Regions from separate parts of the Rattus norvegicus genome. Here region 2 is linked to region 1. The links are chromatin contacts, called in public Hi-C maps. All regions are on one chromosome and are shown on one strand. Each heading gives the region's core, a stretch centred on a gene start, on an enhancer-like site or on the middle of the called end of the contact. The rest is flanking DNA. Distances are from core to core; before and after follow the strand shown.

Region 1 (5,302 bases), core at 2,329-4,828:
GACCTGGGCCACCAAAGTTGCCACTGACCTGGGCCCATTTTGCTGGGAGGCTAATTTTAGTTAACCCTTCTCTCTCTCTCTCTTTTTTTCTATTTTTCGGAGCTGGGGACCGAGAACCCAGGGCCTTGTGCTTGCTAGGCAAGCGCTCTACCACTGAGCTAAATCCCCAACCCCTAACCCTTCTCTCAAAAGACCAATTTGTTTTTTAAGGATTAAAGCACAATTAAAAAAAATTCTGTGAGATATTGTGGGGGGGAAAGCATGCCCAAGGTCCAAACACACCGGTAAACATAATAGAGGACAAAATAATTTTAAAACATTGCACAAAGAAATAAAGCAAATGTGTCTTTAATGATCTTTGTAAAAGGTAGCAAAATTAAACTGGAGGTGTGGATAATATTACACAGGTACTATCAGGAGATAGGTCGAGCGATTGATTGCGTCTTAAATATTGTCCTTGACAGCCCAACACTGCTGGAGGGGTGCCTTCCATTTGAATGTCATTTTTACATATTGTCATCTTAATCTTTTTAGATGACCCAGGAAGACAGCCGTTACTGATGTGCACTTTCCCCTTTATAGTTAAGGAAATTGAAATTTTACCTACTATCCCAAAAGCTGGCAAACGTCCAAATCAAGACTGGCAGTCACGTGCTCTGGGTGGTGGTGCATCATGGTAGTGGGAAGACGTGTGCCGTACGGGGGCAGACTTTAAGGTGAGAGGACTTACTAACCAGCTCTGGACAAGTTCAGAAGTCTCTGAACCTTTGTCCCGAATTTGCCGACCACCAGCATGGCTTTTATCCATGAGTTATGCATTGGAAAATGGACAGCATGCTTCCTGGTAGTTTTCCTGAATCGTATGTCTGTATACCGCGGATGCTGGGAAAAGTTGGCTCCCTTTGCATACTTCGGGTTAGGTCGTCACTGTCAGCACTATCTGGGAGAGGGAAGCAAGGGGATTATTAAACGTTTAGCGGAAGAAGCTCTGGCCAGAATCTTCTAGAAATGATGGGAGCTGAGAAAGGACCGTGCACAGTCTCTGTGATGAGGAAGAGACTGAGAAAAAGCAGGCTGTGGACAAGTCGTAAGGGAGCATAGACCACGCCTGAGTAAGGACCTGTGGACTTCTTTTTAATTCTTTCTGAGCATCGACTCAACGTGCTTGCCATGTATTCCTTATGAACAGATAGCCCTGGCTTCAGGGACGAGTTCAGCCTCAGAAGCTCTGAGGCACCTAAGCAAATGCAAAGTCATTGAGATGAGAAAAAGCCAACCCTGAGCCCTGAGGGCACCCCGGGAACCAGTTATGACATCTTGTGGGGAATGGGCTTTGTTTTCATGCTCAGTTCTGGTTCTTCCAGAAGGTCTTCCCCTCAGCTGGTTTTTGAGGAATACACCGCCCTAGGATCTGGTCCCAACTTCGTCCTTCACTTACTGTGTGGCTTTGAGCAAAACAAACAAGAAAATCACTCTCCCTCTCCAGGTCTCTGTGTGCCCCCTTGAAGGGGCTGAATTCTTTGGCCTCCACAAACTGGTTTCGGGTCAGGCCCTGTACTGAGTATAATTTCTCCTGGCCGTTTCAATGCCACCAGCTGGCTGGCACCTTCCTAGAGCTGAGGCACAGGGTGGCGCTTCCCTGCATTGTCCCAGACACTAAGCGGGTGTCCAGTTTTGGTTGAAGAGTGGAGAATCAACCTCGGGGCCTGAAGGTTCTACCCAATCCCACGATGCTGGAGATTTTTTGACTTCGAATGGGTCCACTTTTTTTTTTAAGGGAGACTAGGTCGCCTCACCTCATCTGATGTGAGGAGGCTGCCAGAAGTCTTTGCTGAGCCAGCCTTGACTCTGGGGGCAAACAGGTCCGGCAGAGATCTCTTGCTCTAGGAACAATCCAAGAGCTCCAACTCTGGATACTGCTGATACTCTTGGCCTCTCCTTAGGATGGTCATTTCATTAAATGAAAGGCAAGATGTCAAAAGGGGGACGCAGCTCCAGCGGAGCAGAGGGTCTGCTAGCGAAAGGACTAACTTTTCTCATCCTGAGGAGAAAGGGTCGAAGGGCCGCCCCAGTGAACACCTGCGCTCGGCTTCACAGTGCCCTCTAGTGGCCATCATGTCAAACTGCGGTGCCCAAGTTTTGTTTTGTTTTTCCCCCTCGCTCTGGGGCTGGCAGCCTAGCTTCTCAAGTCGGACCTCAGAATTCCAGGCCCGGTCTCCTGTGGACTCCTTTCCCTCAGTTCTTAGAATGAGGGAGCATGCGTATAGAACAGTTGGGACCTTCCCACGGTCGCATCATTTTCTAGAAGGTCGGGTTCCATGATTCTGCGCTGGTCTTACCTTCTGTGTAAGGACTTCTGGTCATTCGTATCCTGATTGATAAGTAAACAAAAGTCATTGTCTAGCCCGATCCTGGACTTAGTCCTGGTGACCACAGGCTAAGCTGTTGTGTTGAGATTTGAACACAGTCTGGCTTCAGAGCTCACAGGGCCTACTCCCCACCTCCCACCACCAAAGATGTCAAAGAACTACGTGGGAAATGAAAACCTAGCTTTTTCAAACACATGGCCCTTGCCCTTTTTTTTTTCCTTCCATACTACAAACCTTTAAAAACAAACCAGGAGGCAAAGCATTTCTTTAAAGGACCCACAGGGACCTCTAGTGTTGCGTTCCTGAATCAAAGTTAAAGGATCTGATATGGAAATGTGTGGACGACCTCAAACCAACGCTTTGGGTATCCAACCTCTTCCATAAAGTTAAAAAGGAAAATCCACGCGTGCTTCACCCATTTCTTGGGCTTGCAGCTAGACTCAGAAAAAGAGCACCGCGCATGGATACATTTCATAAAATTAAGTGCATTGACATCTGCGACTATTACTTTTGAGAAAACTTGATATTATCAATTGATATGTGAAGTAAAGAAACAGGATTCCCTATCTAGTCTTCTCTCTCCCCTATCCTGTATGCTCCCTATAACACAGAGGAAGGGAAAAGCCCAAGGAAACAAATGCTCCATACTGTCTTCTAAACTTACCATTTGTCTTCTCACATGGAAATACAGACCATCTGTTTTTGAAGAGTTGGGAAAACACCACAAAAACACCGGCCAGTAAACTCCCACAGGGTATTATTTTCTCAGCGCTAAAACAGCTCCAGAATGTGCCGTTATAGCAAAGTAGTCCTCAGTCACCTTGTGGTTCTCGGTCTGAATACTACTAAGGATGGCTCATGATCCTGGCAGCCTCGAGTCAGAACATTCCTGTTTCTCCTGACCGTGCCTCCGTTCATAATGGATCCCCACCCAGATGTAAACCCAAGGGCTTCGACTCTGGATTAGAAGACAGGATTAACCTGGTTGTTGGTCATGGTTTGGGCAGGGAAACATCTGCCAAATGCAGCCAACTTATCCCAGCTAAGACCGGGGCTTAGTCTCTCTGCAGCAGGTAAGGTGTGAGACCCAGAGTCTGAAGCAAAGGCCCTGGTGTGAAGGAAGCGACCGAGCCTTGAACCCACCAGCGGCAGCGTGAGGCTGGGCCTTCATCTCACATTTTCTCTGCTGAAGTACCTATGCTAATGTCACCATCATGGTCACACTGGACACTGGCCTATGTGAGAAAGTGGCACTGTGCCGGGCATAATGTCATGCTTTTCTCATCCCAGTACTTAGGAAGCTGAGGCAGGAGAATCACAGGTTTGAAGACACCTCAGGCTACCGTCTATAAACACTAAGAAATAGAGGAAAACAAAATAAAACCAAACCACCGAAAACCAAAACAGTCTGGATCTGCTCTAACGGTAGTCTATGGCGCCCCCTTGTGGACATCTAGAATACTCCCGTGACAGTCTGCAAATTCAATTATAATGGAATGTGCGGACCCTGCTGTGAAGAGCTGGCTGCTTCGCCCTGTAGGATAATTGGATTTGATCTGGATAGTTTTTTCATGGTGCCAAGTGCTTAAGACAGAACTCACAGTTAAATGGGAAAAGAGACAACTAGGGAGGTACCCTCAAGTCAGTGCCACAACTCATGCTGGAACCCAAGGGCCCGTGATAAAGCCTGCATTCAGACATTGCCCAAGGACATGAGCTCTCTGCCACTGGGGAAAGCATATGATTCTTCTCAAGTTCTGGAACGATCAGTGGTTGATTTAAAGTGTGACTAAATAGAACATTGATTGAGCAGTGCACAATGGAGCTTTCTCATAAACGCCCGTCTCTGAACTCAGTCCGACACACCTTGTTATAATAATGCTTTTAATTACTGATTTCAATAACAAGATCCTTACTGTTTAGTGGGTTTTGACTGAGACGTCGTTTGCTGGATTTCTGTTATGATTACCATCTCTTTCTCCAACATGATGGTTCATAGTTAACTTTTTTTTTTTTTTTTTTGGCTGTTTAAGTCAGTGTCTTGATTCCCCCACACTCTGTTAAAAGAAATCTTATGTCATCCAAGAGCATGAAACAGGTAATTAAACTAAGTAGTACCTCTTTGGAATAAAAGATGTACTGTTTGAAATTGTGTCGCTGTGTGTCTATGTGTGGGTGTGTGTATTCCAGTGCAGGTGACCTTGGAGGCTAGAGGTATTTGATCTCCTGGAGCTGGAGTTCTGGGCATATGTGCCTGTCTGACCCCTTGCGGGTACTGAACTTGGGTCCTCTGCTAGAGCAGTCATCTTACAAGCTGAGCCATCCTCTGGTGCAGAGACATGTTTTGTTGTTGTTGTAGTTTGTTTTTATGCCACAGTACCGTGGTACATCCCACAGAGGACGCAGGCGGCAGCACCAGGAGCTTCAAGATACAGAATGCCGGAGGAGGGCTTGGATTGCGGCTGGCACAGGGTTAAGTCTTACGAAAAAGAGCCCAACATATGCGAAATCCTTTTTCTTCTGAGGTTGCTTTTTCATGCACATAAAGATGTCGTCTGTGGCTGGCTGGTTGTTTCGACGTTATGGTCCCATTCATGCTTGGCAAGCTCTGTGCCAAGAAAGCTGCGCCCCAGCTCAGGCGTGCACATTCCGAAGGATGAGGAGTGAGTGTACAGTCTACTTAGATGGAGAATGGATGCAGGAAAATCTTTCTGATTTATTTTGTTCTGGGTAACGATGACTTTAGAATGTAAGACGTTTATGGAGTTTTACAGAAGACCCAGCTTTGCCTTGTGCTGATCAGCTATACAGGTTGACGTGAATGGGACGCTGCATCCGTGGTCACTGCTGTCCTGGACTGGAGGATTCATACGGCCCCTCTGCACTGGCTCCTGAGGCAGCTGGGTGAGCACAGCACCTTCAGGCACAGTGGC
Region 2 (4,911 bases), core at 1,443-3,942, 63 kb before region 1:
ACAGAGAAGGTCCTAGAATGTTCTGCTCTCCTTCCAGCCCCACTTTTCTCCCATGATGCCACTCTCTGAGGACCAGCTGGGAGGTTGCTAGTGACTACCTTGGGAGACCTGACACCCACCTGCAACTTGGGGGGATTCTGAAACAGGTGCAAGATGCCAGGCTGCTTAGGGGCAGAAGTGGGTATCATGCCCTATTTACCCCGGGGGTGTCCTTGCCTTTGGTATGAAGCTGTGAGCCACTCTGGGCAATTTAGAAACTCAACAGTTTGCTCGGTGCGGGAGGTTAGGGTGGAAATAGGGTAGGAAACCTCAGGCTGGGGCATATTCCAGCTTCCTTTCCACGGTTACTTTGTCACCTTAAACCCCCTGCAGACCAGAAAGACAGCGAAGACTGAAAGGGTGAAAACAACAACAAAAACAAAAACACTGTGGCCAGAATGAAGCTGGACTCCTTCCTCTGCCTAGAGCCAGCTGATCTAAGGACTGAGAGCAAACTCCAAAGCATCGAGCAAGCCTGAGAAGACCCTGCTGGCAAGTGAAGGCAGGAGAGCTCTTGTAGTGCTGCTCTCGAGTGCTGGCCCTAGCGCTCCCCACCCAATTCCTGCCCGTGTCCACCCACCCCCAAGCTTTTTAAAGCCTTTCTCAGCGTTCCAGTTCCACCGAGGCTTCCTCCCCGAGAAACTGCAGCCCACACCGGCCTCAAAAGTATTCCTGTTTTGTTTTGGTTTTCAACTCGAAGAGCACTTTATTCTACATGGCTCTTTTCTATTCAGCAAACTCCACGTTTGTTAGTTCTTGCCTTTCTTCCAGGTGGGAAGCCCTGCTTGAGGCAGCCCCTCCCCTGCCTCATTAATAACATAATTGCTTGGATAATTAGGAGACTGATTGATTGGCTAAAGGTCATTTGTGCCATAAAATAAAGGAATCTGGTGGCTTACATTTCAAAAGAACCATTGTGTGAGAAGAGACTTGAGAGAACCTGTCCCTCACACCCCCACCTTCACCCCATCCACCCCACCTCTACACACACCCCCACCCTATGGGAGCTTTGGCCAAAGCTAACACTCAACGTGTGTGACCTTTGTAAAGTTATTTCCCCCTGGTTTTTTGTTGTTGGTTTTTTTGTTGTTGTTTTGGGTTTTTTTTTGGTCTCCTAAATAAGTTGTTTATCTAATAACTTCTCTTTTACCCCTGCTGGGTCCTGCTCTGGGATCCCAGGTTCAAAGCTAGCCATCAAGAGCAAAATTGCTTCCTACATGAAGTGGTTACAAAGTGTCAGATTCCCAAACTGCCCTTCACTTCCCCTTTGACCCAGGAGCTGAGGCCTTGGCAGAAGTTTGACCCTCTAAGCTTGCACATTGTAGCCCTAAGGAAAGTTGACCATTCCTGTTTTCCCAGGTCAGGCCCAGGCTGTGATCATGCCTCTTCCTTGCTTTTGATACAGGTCCAGGTCCTGTTGGGGCAGGAACATCCTTCTGATGGTTGATCAAAAAACAAACCCAGAGTTCATCTGGAAGGGGCCGTCAACCCTCTGGGAAGACCAGCTAACGGTTCCTCTTCACTGGCCAAACCTCTCATCTTTCAATGTCCAGCACAAATGTTACCCCCCCCCCGGGCACATTTCTGTGCGGTGTTCAAGCAGAATGGGTCTTTTTTTTGGGGGGGGGTGCTTCTAGTCTACAGGATAACCTAAAAGTCAGAAGTCAGAAGGTAAATTTACAGTTAAACAGGATATCCGTTTTTCTGGCTGGCCACTGTGCACCCAGCAATTCAGGTTCAGGACAGAAAGATCACTGGTGTCCTGCGATTAAGACCGGCCTGCCTCAAAACTAAATATACAAGATTACTTTCAAATAATACATTCAAATTTAAATTATAGACATGGATATAATTAGTGATCTTTTCACTATCTCCACTGTATGTCCAGCTCTTTTGGACAGCCTGTATTTTGGGGGTTTTGTTTGTTTGTTTGGTTTAGTTTGTTTTTTTTTTCCCCATGGTAATAATGTATCCATCGTTTTAAATTTAGAGGGCCTGAGAAGGTGTCTGGAGGTTTGAAGAAAACACGTGGAATCTGTTATTCTAAACTCTAGCTAATGTTCTGTTCCTTGGTTTTCCGTGCTGAAGCTTGAACCCAGAACCTCCTGTGTGCCAAGCTCCATTTTAAAAGTAAGTTAGGTAACATTTTAATTTTGTCTGACACTGTTGTTCAGGGCCCATTTTTCAGTAATGATTTGAAGAGAAGGCTCCTCTTGTTTAAACAAAACAAAACACCCCTGAGAACTCTGCAGGGTCGGAGACATCTTATTTTCTTTCTCTGTCTATTAGCTAACAGGCAGCGGGAAGCCTTAATAGTGTAAGCATGCCTGTGCTTTATACCTGCCTCCTTCCCGTCGGGCTGAGCCCAGAGTGACAACCACCATTCTTCCTGTGCTATCAACTGTGCCTGGACTTCCCAAAAACCATTTGACAAGACCAAAAGAAATGCAGCTTCAGAAAAAAAAATCTGCCCCGTGCTTAGCACGGTGTAGAAAAGAGACCCAGTTTTCCCCTTAGTCCTGCCGCCTGCGGTGACTTTTTTCTGACTTCTGAAGGCCGGGCTGCTTTGCTGGGGCACAAAGCACTCGCATTTCCCAGCCTGGATATGCTAGAGTGAGTGAGGCTGTCCGAGCCGCTCGACCTCACAACCCTTTCCTGGAGGTGTGTTTGTCAGTTTGGCAGCCCTCGTATGCCCGGCCCACGCCCGGCTAGCACCCGCCTGTGACGTACTCCGCGTGGATCAAAGGCCCGCAAAGCCTGCGGCGCCTGCAGCTGCCACACTGAGGACTCACAGGGAGCAGAATGCTGCGGGTAGGGGCGGTGGTGGGCGGAGAGCCCGCCTTTGTGGCTGCTCTGTCCCTGAGGAGTGCACCCTGCTGGCCGCCACACCCAATCTGGCTCAGTGTAGAGTGGCCAGCCAAGGGCAAGCCACACTGCTCCACCTGTGGTGCTCCTGGAGGGTCAGGGTCGTCTCACCAGGATGGCCATGGGCTGCACCTTAGAGCTATTTCTGTTGACTCTAAATCTATGTTTATACATCGTCTACCAGAAGAAACACCTCAAACACTTAGCAGTACTTTGAGCTCTGGCTTGTGAAAATTCGGGTTATCTGCTTGTTCTTTCGTGCCCCTTGTTTACCCAGCTTCTACAATGCATACAAATACATACTCTTGAAACGAGAGGGGAGGAAGTCAAGGTACCACTTTATGTCTCTCATCAATCCGACCTTCCTTCAGTAACCTCCAGCACGAACAATTCTCCGCTGCACTTTAGGTCTGTGATGACCTAAATTACACTAAATTCACACACGGCTGTGCATTCACACTGCGGGCTGCAGAAAGAAGGGCTGATGGCATGCTGAAGTTAAGGGTTGGCTCTGTCCGATTCACCCTCGAATGCAGGGGGCTGAATAATTAATAGGGTAAAGTTACAAGAGTCTTGGAGCTCCAGACAAGCTGGTCAAATACCTAACCTATACAGACAGACCCCAGGTCCTCTGGCCACAGGGTTCTCCTCATGCCGGAGGTTGATGATGGAGTGAGTGTGTCTTACTCCCTCAGACCTTAGCATTCTCTTTTTCCTTCCCAGGGCAAGGTCTAAGTCCAGTTTGTGGCTATTCTGAAATCCCCAGTCAGCATTGGGAGCTCCTCCCCAGACCTAGCCTGGGCACACACAGGCAGCCCCAGCTTGGGGATACAGGGTCCTTGGTGCTGCTTCCCCAACCTAGGTTCTGCCTATGATGTCAGAAGAATGAACCAGCAAAGAAGAGACCTGGCCGATTCCCCAACTCCTGTAAAGGTCTGCCTTCCCTTCATCCAGGGCTGGTGTGTTTCCCGGTCCACCTCTTTTTCCTGCACCATCCAGTCTTCAGGCCCACCTGCTTTTTCCTCCGGATTTCTCTATGTCGTTTCCTCTTTGCATTTCTCCCTCCATTGTACTTTATTCCTCTGTCATCTACTCTTACTCCTTTAACTCCATTTGACGAAATGGTCACTGCCGGAGAGACTGCTAGTCCCCTCTGATAGCCTTGGACACCTTGCTGCCTAGCAGCCCTGACCCTAAGGATTTGGGGACCATTCGTATTGAGTGATTCAGCCCCCTGGGGGACCAATGGCCACGGACCATCTTACATGAGGTCCATTTGACTGTTTGGCATAGAAGGTCATACTACTTGGTCTGCTGCAGGAGTTACTGGGAGAGCTGCCGGAGAGCCTGCAGTGGCTTGGGGTCAGCAGAGCTTTCTAAGTCACCAAGTCAGGTGGAGGCAACACATGGAGAAACCCACAGTCACATCCACTGCCCTTTACATTGAACGCCCTAGGTAGGGCATGGTGATGCTCACTTTTAAGCCCAGCTCTGGGGAGGCCCAGGCAGGCAAATCTCTGAGTTTGAGGCCAACCTAATGGAGTTCCAGGACAGCCAATGCTACACAGAGAAACTCTGTTTCAAAAAAACCAACCAACCAAACAAACAAACAAAACCCCCTCACATCTCCCACGTACTCTCCCTCATTCCTGCCTCCAATTTGACTTCTAATGCCCAAAGCCTTTCATACAGAGACACAGGGACCTCGGAAAGTTGTCTACAAAACAAAACAAAACAAAAAAGGAAACCAAGAGATGATGCACATATACACATTTATAAAAGCTAAGGGAATATTCGGACGAGTTAGCTCACTGTATCTGAGTTTATGGCTTGCTTCTCCTTTCTAGTCCCTTGGAACCTGAACTCATTTGTGCCGATTTCTTAGTTGGATATGAAATTTAAAGAGTCAATATTTTAGGGGTCAAAGTGGAACTTTGAGCAATTTGAAAAGAACAGACCTCATCAAAACGACCGTTTAGGAAGGTAGAGAGATTGCCCAGCAGTTAA

Evidence for each region. A called contact is a pair of places that touch in the nucleus more often than the background predicts.
Region 2: a Hi-C map of psoas muscle shows a contact between it and region 1, with 2.2 times the contacts expected there. The contact joins two enhancer-like sites. A contact is called at or near these places in 9 of 12 Hi-C or Micro-C datasets (the A7r5 cell line, the Rat2 cell line, Schwann cells and 5 more).

The regions. Positions count from the first base shown.
Region 1 is chr13:80,564,212-80,569,513 of GRCr8, reverse strand. Creg1 (cellular repressor of E1A-stimulated genes 1) reads right to left here. Exons shown (of 4, transcript NM_001105966.1): 4 at 4,242-5,302. Among named protein-coding and RNA genes, the nearest start is that of Cd247, 9.4 kb to the left of the region's middle. Within about 2 kb of position 3,578, at least 3 of the 93 cell types and tissues checked have an H3K27ac peak or open chromatin away from gene starts, as enhancers often do.
Region 2 is chr13:80,627,017-80,631,927 of GRCr8, reverse strand. All of the region lies in intron 1 of Cd247 (Cd247 molecule), which reads right to left. Among named protein-coding and RNA genes, the nearest start is that of Cd247, 53 kb to the right of the region's middle. Within about 2 kb of position 2,692, at least 12 of the 93 cell types and tissues checked have an H3K27ac peak or open chromatin away from gene starts, as enhancers often do.